Linked DNA regions of Sus scrofa: regions 2 and 3 are each linked to region 1. A link is a contact called in public HiChIP or PLAC-seq data. All regions are on one chromosome and are shown on one strand. The core of a region is the stretch at or near the end of the contact, and the rest is flanking DNA. Distances in the headings are between cores, read along the strand shown.

What was found. HiChIP or PLAC-seq counts read pairs in DNA pulled down with a chosen protein or histone mark.
Region 2: a contact with region 1 is called in an H3K27ac HiChIP or PLAC-seq map of skeletal muscle, with 13 times the contacts expected there. The contact joins the enhancer-like site here to the promoter of RBM17 in region 1. A contact is called at or near these places in 4 of 5 promoter capture datasets (fetal liver, fetal skeletal muscle, liver and 1 more), 31 of 47 Hi-C or Micro-C datasets (adipose tissue, alveolar macrophages, blood and 15 more) and 2 of 2 datasets of contacts at active chromatin or transcription factors (alveolar macrophages and skeletal muscle).
Region 3: a contact with region 1 is called in an H3K27ac HiChIP or PLAC-seq map of skeletal muscle. The contact joins the enhancer-like site here to the promoter of RBM17 in region 1. A contact is called at or near these places in 3 of 5 promoter capture datasets (fetal liver, liver and skeletal muscle), 30 of 47 Hi-C or Micro-C datasets (adipose tissue, alveolar macrophages, blood and 15 more) and 2 of 2 datasets of contacts at active chromatin or transcription factors (alveolar macrophages and skeletal muscle).

Annotation. Positions count from the first base shown.
Region 1 is chr10:64,907,582-64,910,281 of Sscrofa11.1, reverse strand. It overlaps RBM17 (splicing factor 45), which reads left to right and starts at 1,276. Exons shown (of 12, transcript XM_003130822.6): 1 at 1,276-1,441.
Region 2 is chr10:64,987,515-64,990,244 of Sscrofa11.1, reverse strand. IL2RA (interleukin 2 receptor subunit alpha) reads right to left here. Exons shown (of 8, transcript NM_213835.1): 3 at 2,175-2,288. Among named protein-coding and RNA genes, the nearest start is that of IL15RA, 33 kb to the left of the region's middle. Within about 2 kb of position 1,379, at least 6 of the 83 cell types and tissues checked have an H3K27ac peak or open chromatin away from gene starts, as enhancers often do. A contact at or near this core is called in adipose tissue and skeletal muscle, where this site is marked.
Region 3 is chr10:65,003,866-65,006,565 of Sscrofa11.1, reverse strand. No RefSeq gene overlaps it. Among named protein-coding and RNA genes, the nearest start is that of IL15RA, 17 kb to the left of the region's middle. Within about 2 kb of position 1,300, at least 5 of the 83 cell types and tissues checked have an H3K27ac peak or open chromatin away from gene starts, as enhancers often do. A contact at or near this core is called in skeletal muscle, where this site is marked.

The DNA of each region.
Region 1 (2,700 bases), core at 27-2,526:
ACATTCTTTGTTTTATCCTTAACTACAGCCCAAGTGGTGGTATTTCAGGTAGCTCTGCAATGCTGCTCCCAAGTGGAAAGGGGGATATCAGAATATGATAAAGAGGAAAGGGGGATACCAGAATACGATAAAGGGGAGGGGAGGTGCATACAGCACACACCCATTTTGCAAAATTTGTTGCTCTCTCCTGAAGGTCACAAGGAGCAGACATCCCCATGAAGGATTTTAGTGTTTTTCTAGATATGAAAATTTGCAAGAATTGGGCACATAAAATCTTCTCCTAAAAATATCTATCTGAAGAACTGTGCTTGCAGTTTTCCCAAAGCACAGAGTGCCTCTCTGATTTTCACCCAGAGTTCTGCTCAGGGGGTGCCGTGGGTTGGCAGGTGCGGTGGCTCATGATTTAATCCATGTAGAGGCTGATGGCAAGTGCCAAACTCCAGTTCACACAAGCATTACCTTTTGAGCCAGCCTTTTTTTTTTTTTTTTTTTTTTTTTTTTGTCTTTTTGCCATTTCTTGGGCCACTCCCGCGGCATATGGAGGTTCCCAGGCTAGGGGTCAAATCGGAGCTGTAGCCACCGGCCTACGCCAGAGCCACAGCAACGCGGGATCCGAGCCGCGTCTGCAACCTACACCACAGCTCACGGGCAACGCCGGATCCTTAACCCACTGAGCAAGGGCAGGGACTGAACCCGCAACCTCATGGTTCCTAGTCGGATTCGTTAACCACTGAGCCACAACGGGAGTTCCCCGAACCAGCCTTTCGAGACTTATGGAAGGCAAAGCCTTTTATTTCAAAGGACAGGGACACAAGGCCTTGCCTACAGTTTTGAACGCAGATGTGAGAATCGTATTTACACAGAACTCCACCTTCTTTTTCCTCCCAGCTTCTGTTATGTCGTTTTTAAACTTTGACGCTTTAGAACATCCACACCCTCCCTGTGTTTCCTTAGTCCTACACTTACTTCAGCGCTTTGGGCCATTTCTTCTGAAGCCCTTCGTTTTCCCAGTCACCTCTCCTATTGTCATTTATTTTCAGCTTTGCCCAAACGGCGGGATGGTTTCGCAGCCCTGCACCAGTCGTCCTCCTCCCGATGGCGGGGAGTGGGAGGGGGTGTTACTGAAATGTGGCAACCTTGCGACACGGCGACATCTTTTGGCGGGAGAGAGGGACGCGGGCGCGGTGGCGGTGCGATGAGGTCCTCCCGCGGACAGGGGGCGCGCGGCGGGGCGGGCGTCCTCGGCGCAGGCGCAGCGCGCCTCTCTCCCAGCCGCACACGCCGTGACCCCGCGCAGCCGCGCGGCCCGCGGACTCTGCGTAGGGGTTGGCGCCGGAGCGGTCCGGCCGTCGGGGGCTGACGCCGAGCGCTCTGCCCGCCGTCTCCGCGGCGCGTCGGCCCCGGTGCGTGGCCGCCCGGGAGCGTCGGCCGGGCGGACCGGGTAAGTGGCGCCCGGGGCAGGGGGCGAGCGCCTCCCGGGCGGCGCTGGACGCGAGGCCGCCGCTTTCGGCCGCGCCGTGAGGGCCGGGGGTCCCAGGCCGTCCCCCGGCCGCCATCCCCTCGCCTCAGGCGGCCTGGCCCCGGCCGACTCTCCGCGTCTCCCTTCGCGCCCCGCCGCCCCTTTCCCTTATTTGCCCGGGTTATCGGGCCCGGTCTCCTCTCCCGGATTCTCATTTTCCGTCTGTGTGTCCTCGTCTCTTCTGGCCCCGCGGGCGTGTTTGGGGAAAGTTGCCCGGTCCGTGACCTGGTGGGCAGGCCTGGGTCACCTGTGGCCCCGAACGCTTGCACCCCTCCCGGTTGGAGGGTGCAGAGGAAGGAAGCCGTTTCCTCCCCCGGCCGCAGAGCGGGGAATCCAGGTGTGGACATCTCTCAGAGACCCGGGTTCACCTGGCCGCGCAGGAAGACGGGACTCCGGCTCTAGCGCTGCCCTCGTCCGTGCAAAGCGGCGTTGCAGCTCTCACGTCCAATCGCCAAGCATCTTTTGAACATCTCCCTTTACCCAGACCATTTGTCAGCAACGAACAGTGGCTGCAAGATAAATAAGCCTCTGTCCTTGCAGTCTGGAAGATTGGTCTTTCGGGAAACAAGCATAAAGGCATGGGTTGATCTGAGGGACTGGAGGGGGGTCTGGAAAGGCTTCCAAGAGGGAAGGAGGCTTATAACTGAACCTTGGAGGTCTTTGGTTCGATGTGCAAGATGGGGGAACGGTTTCCTGCAGAAGAAATAAGTGCGAGAGCGGCAGAGGCCGAGCGTCTTAGCGCGTTTCGGAAACTGCAGCAAAGGCAGAGAGGCTTGAAGAGGGCAGGTCAGGTCAGGTCAAGAAGGTGGGAGAAGTCAGTAGTGGAGAGCCGTGGAAGGGATTTATTGCTAGAGGCAGGCGGATGGGTGGGAAGTAGGACCTTCTGGACGAGGGCGAAACGCAACATCCTCAAGTAGGTGAGGACTGCGTCTCCTCCAACAGAGTTTTTAAAGAGTGCGAGTCAATTTCCAGTTTTATGGGGTGAAGGACACAGACGTTTTGATTATAAAACACAAAGACATTTTGGGAGTGTAGGATATTAGTAACTTAAACTGAGGGTGTTTTCTTTTTAGAACCTTATCAAGAGATGGACGCGGTGCAGTTTAGAACAGTGAGTAGGCTGTGAGCCGGCGGGAGATGTGAGAGGTGTGGGCACTGAGGAGCTGACCCTGGGGCTCTCT
Region 2 (2,730 bases), core at 130-2,629, 80 kb before region 1:
TTTTTTATCAGGGCTGCACCTGTGGCATATGGACGTTCCCAGGCCAGGGGTTGAATCGGAGCTGCAGCCCCTGGCCTTCACCACAGCCACGGCAATGCCAGCTCTGCGTCATGTCTGTGACCTACACCACAGCTCACAGCAACGTCGGATCCTTAATCCACAGAGCGAGGCCAGGGATCAAACCCGGATCCTCATGGTTACTAGTGGGGTTTGTTTCTGCTGAGCCACAGTGGGAACGCCTTGACTGTGGTTCTTACTCTTTCCTTTGTCCTCCCTGCCTCCCCTCCTTCCTTGCAGCCAATAAGTGTTGGTAACATTTATGTGTCAGGACCTCTGCTAGGCACTCTGTGAAAAGGCACAGAGACACAGTCCCCCCGCAAGGCGCTGAGGCTACTGGGTACGGAAGCACATGCAGGCAGAACACCGTGAGGGTGACAGCGGAGGCAGAGACCTTGCTCTGGGAATGGAGAGGAAGGAGCAGTCGCTTCTGAAGATGGTGCGGGGCTTTGATAAGAGGACGAGTGTGGAAAAACTAGTCTCCCCTGAGGGCTAAGGGCAGGCTTGAACCAATCTGGGCTGATGAAATGTGGGGTCCACATGGATCTCCACGACCAAGTGAGGAGGTACATCCTCGAGTTGCAGGTGGTGGTCATCCTGGGCTCATGGCGGAAGGACTGGGGGCCAATCCAAAGCCAGGAGGATGGGAGTACCAAGACATCCTGGAGAAATGGAGCCTGCACCCTGATCAAGCCATGCCTGAAGTGGGATCTAGACAAGCCCTTTTAAGACCTCTGAAAAGTCCCCAGACCCAGTATGTTACACTCACCCAACAAAACCCCAAACCTGGTTGACCTTTAACCCCAGAGATCATTTCCTGCTCTGATTTGAATCCAGAACCACCTCCACCCCTCATCGGGTACCACATGTCCCCCTAACCCCAGAAATTTGAAGCTGCATGTACGTTCTGACCTTCCACAGCCCCAGGGACCCAATGTAATCTCCCCCAGTACCCTGTACAACCCCATGCAGCAGGAAGCTGAGGGCTCTGCTCTACGCAGTGTCTTTACAGGCAGTCAAATTCATCACCATCTGAACCTGCTTGAATTCAGCTTTGCTTCCGTGGAGTGAAAACCTCCATATTAAAACAATCTGTGAAGCATCCCTTCGCCAGAGCCTGCTGGCCATCTCTTGGGTAAGGACAGCAAACACCGACCCCATGAGAAAACTTTTAATAATTGTGGAGGCAAGAAGCAGAGAAAAACAAATAATTAAGTGGGTTTTGAAACCTCGTTCTGGCACGAAGTTGGAGTGAAAAGGGCTGGAAGCAGCATGTTGCACCATAGTCCCTGGATGAGTCACAGTGTTGTGTTTTGTTCTTATAATTAATAGAAGAACATAAATTCGAACTGGTTTCAATTATCAGCAAGATCCCTCGTCTCATTCAGGAGACCTGAGGTCTTTAGCCAAGTCTTTAAATGTCTCCATTTCTTCAGTAAATTGAAGTCCTGCTCCCTGACTCTCTGGGTTGTGAGATTCCAAGGAGGTTATAACATTGTAAAGCTCTCTCTAAGGTGTAAAATTAGCATAGGACCAGAGGGTCTTGTAAGGTCAGCGGGTCCCCCCAAAGCTCAGGTTTCCCAACAGCCTCTATTTCTCCCTGACATTGTGGCTTGATTTCAGCGTTATTTATGTTGGGAATTTAGGGCAGCAGCTGGGTAACACGGCCCTGTCTTGCCCACAGCCCCTTAGCTCGGAGATGTTTTGTCTGCAGCTTCAAGTCTCGCCCAACCCTGTCCTGTAAGAAACATCTGGAAGGAAATTGCTCTGCTTGCAGTTCAGTGTCTTGTATGTAAGGAGACAGCACAGAGTCTCTCCTTGAGGACGGGGACCACTGTCTGGTCAGGCCTGCATCTCCTGGCCGCAGGTAGTCCCCAGATGTGCTTGGTGAAGTGAAGTGAGTTGAGTTGGATTGAATGGAGTTGAATTCTGTTTGGCTGGTTCCCAAACCCAGAGGAAGCCCTGAACCCAGGTTGGCTGCTGTCAGAGTGGCTTGATGTGCTGAGTGACCAGCCTGCAAACCCGCTTCTTGTCCACACGGCATCCTTAGGAAAGAGGACAGACGCCTCCTGAGGGCAGCATCTCCTCTACCTGCAGGGGGATGGTTTGCCTCTTACCTGGAAGATTAGCTTGGTTCGGGGGCTGCATCTGGCCCTGAGTTTCTGTGGTTTTTCGTTCCTTCTGTTCTTCAGGTCTAGGAGTAACTTGTTTTACGGGGATCCTCGGGGAGGCTAGGGAGTAGGGGTGAAATGAAGAAAATAACTTCACAAATGTGTACAAGAGAAAATGCCCTTCGTGTATTCATTCAAAAAGAAGGTGTTTTTAGAGCCCACGACCTGCCAGCCAATATTGGGGTACTGGGGTCATAAAGATAAGCACTTGGGGGGGCTCTTGGTTGTGCCTGTTCATGGTCAGCCCAGCGCCAGCCTGTCAGTCGGGCTTCCTGTCCAGACGACCATGGCCTCTGATGTATTTCTCAACTGAGATTTTCTGATGGAATTTGTGTATTAGTCTCCCCCAGAGGGACTCCATTCTGGCCGTCCGCCTGATGGCATCACACATGGCAGGAGTGCGACCATGAATGATGAGCCCCGTCAGCTCGGCAGCCCGCCCACTCCTTTGTGTCCGGAAGGCAATTCATTTAAAAGTCGGAGCAGGAGTTCCCGTCGTGGC
Region 3 (2,700 bases), core at 51-2,550, 96 kb before region 1:
TACGCCAGAGCCCCAGCCACACCAGATCTGAGCTGCATCTGCAACCTACACCACAGCTCACGGCAATGCCAGATCCTTAACTCACTGATCAAGGCCAGGGATTGAACCCACAACCTCATGGTTCCTAGTTGGATTCGTTTCTACTGCACCACAGTGGGAACTCCTATTTCTCTTTTTTGATAGCAGCCATCCTGATGGGTGTGAGGTAGCATCTTATTGTACTGTTGATTTGCATTTCCCTAAGATGTTGACTCTCTTTTCACGTGCTAGGGTTTTTTTGTTTTGTTTTGTATTGTTTTGTCTTTTCCCCCTTTATGTTTTATTTTGCATACATGGTTTCTTTTTAATCTTTTCCAGAAGTCACAGATATTTTTTTTCCCAAGTCTTTTATTCTCCTCTGTGTTTTACTTTGGTTGGTTTCTATTGCTGTCTCTTCAAGTTCACTAATCTTTTCTTCTGCAGTGTTTAATCTGCTGTTAATCCCTATCTAGTGGATTTTTAGTCTGAGATTTAAAGTTTCATATGTAGAAATTTGATTTGGATCTTTTAAAAAAATATCTTCCATGTCTCCACTTAACATGTATTATCTTTCCTCTAGCTTTTTAAACACATGGAATAAAGTTTTTGTTGCTGTTTTAATGTGCTTGGCTGCTAATTCTAACCTTTCTCTCAGTTCCACTTTGGTTTTGATTGACCGTTACTCCTTGTGAGTCATACAGGTTCCTGCTTATTTGCATAGCTGTATATCTTGACTGGATCATAGATTTTATCTGGCTGGCTGCTGGGTATTTTTTACTTTCCTGTAAACATTCTTGAGCTTAGTTCCGGGGTACAGTTAATTGCTTGGATACGCTTTGATCCTTTTGGGTCTTGCTTTGAAGCTGTGTCAGGCAGGATTTGCAGTCTAGGGGTGGCCCCTCTGAGCCCTCCCATGAATAATGGGATTAGGATTTGCAGTCTAGGGGTGGCCCCTCTGAGCCCTCCCATGAATAATGGGATTAGGTGTTGCTTCAGGCTGGCTGGTCGATCAGGTATTACTGTTGACGCCCATGTGAGCTGTGTGTTTTTCCTCCAGTTCTTTAGGGCAGCTCTTTTCCTGGCCTGAGTAGTTTCCTCTCATGCACTGGATGGTCAGCACTCTGCTGAAATGAAGAACACTAAAGCAGTCTTTCCAGAACCTGCAGGTTTCAGGTTCACTCCCGGTACTGCTCTTTCCTCAGTGTCCTTGCTGTGACTGGTCTGGGCCTCCCTGGACACTCAGCCCCCCCTCCAAATCATCACGTTTGCTGGTCTCTGAGGGGGCCCCTTCTCCCTGCCCCACACCTGAGACTTCCTCAGGGCAGCAAGCCAGGGCCAGCATAGGCTCACCTCATTTGCTTCTCATTCCTTAGGGATTAATGTCCTTCACTGCCTCACATTCAATGTCTTGAAAAGTGTTATCTCATCCCCCCCCCCATTTTTTAGTTGTTTTGGGAATGGGGACTAAACTTAGTCTCTATTCCTCCATCTTGGCCAGAAATGGGAGCCTAAGGGACACATTTTATACAGGGATCTGGTTACAGAAGTGTCCAAAGGGCTAAAGTAGCAAAACAGAAAAGGTTTGTATTGCAGGAAGCCAGGTCTGGAAGAACCAGGGGAGGAGGTGATGTTACATGAGACCAGGAGTATTCTTAGGGCTGATCATGGAGGAAACTTGGCTGCCCCTGAAATCGGTGCTGCGGTAACTGCATATATTTTTGGACCCTGTAATGGCAGCCAACTGCTGCTCTCCTTACTGGGGCTGCCACGGCTGCTGAGCCCACAGCCATCTCTGGCTGATGGAGATGCCACTAGACGCAGACAGGAAGGAGTATGGCTTCTCTTTTTTCATCTGTCCTCCAAACTCTTTTTAGAACTTCCAATTAACCACCTTAGCCTGCGGCTGGGACAAGAGCATCTGGGAAGTGTAGTTGGCAAAGATTCAGCCCCTAACAGTAGAGAACAGGGCATGGAAAGACAGGGAGGTGCCAGCACATCTCCTGCTGCATCTTCTACTCTTTACGGATTAATGGTACTGCTTCCTCGTTCACCACTTTGCTCTAAGGCATTTACTCCACTGATGATTTCAAACACTATATAACTTCTCTCTTAAGTTCTGTTCCTTTGAGGTAGTCTAAAGTGCTGAAGCCAAACTTTCCCTTCCAAGCCAAGTAGTGGAAAGCTCTTAGCCATCCACCTTACCTGACTGCATGAAGGCAGTTCTTAGCCTGTTTTTCCACATGGAATAGCCTCTGATCCTACCCTCAAATCAGTAGAATAACTCATATATGAAGGATAACTTATTATAGATGAAGAGGACACGGGTTTGCACTGCACTCCTTCAAAAGAGGAATGAAATAACAAAGAGATTGGCATTGAACATTTCAGCAGCTCTCTCTTTCTGATTCCTGACTTAACCTGAAATCCCCACCTGCCAGAAGCATCCCCATCTGAGCCCACACTCTTGGAAAAGCCTTCAGGGACATTGCAAATGAACTACACTCATTCTCTAAAGATGAGTAAGGAAGTTGTCAAATTAGTACAGAGAATCGATGCCGTTTCCTCAGATATACTTGTTTACCTTCTAGAGGGAAACATTTTTAGGTGATGTTTATGGAACAGAAAACGTGTATTTACTTGGAAGCCTGCTTACATGTTGAATGCTAATTCTTGTCCTATTTT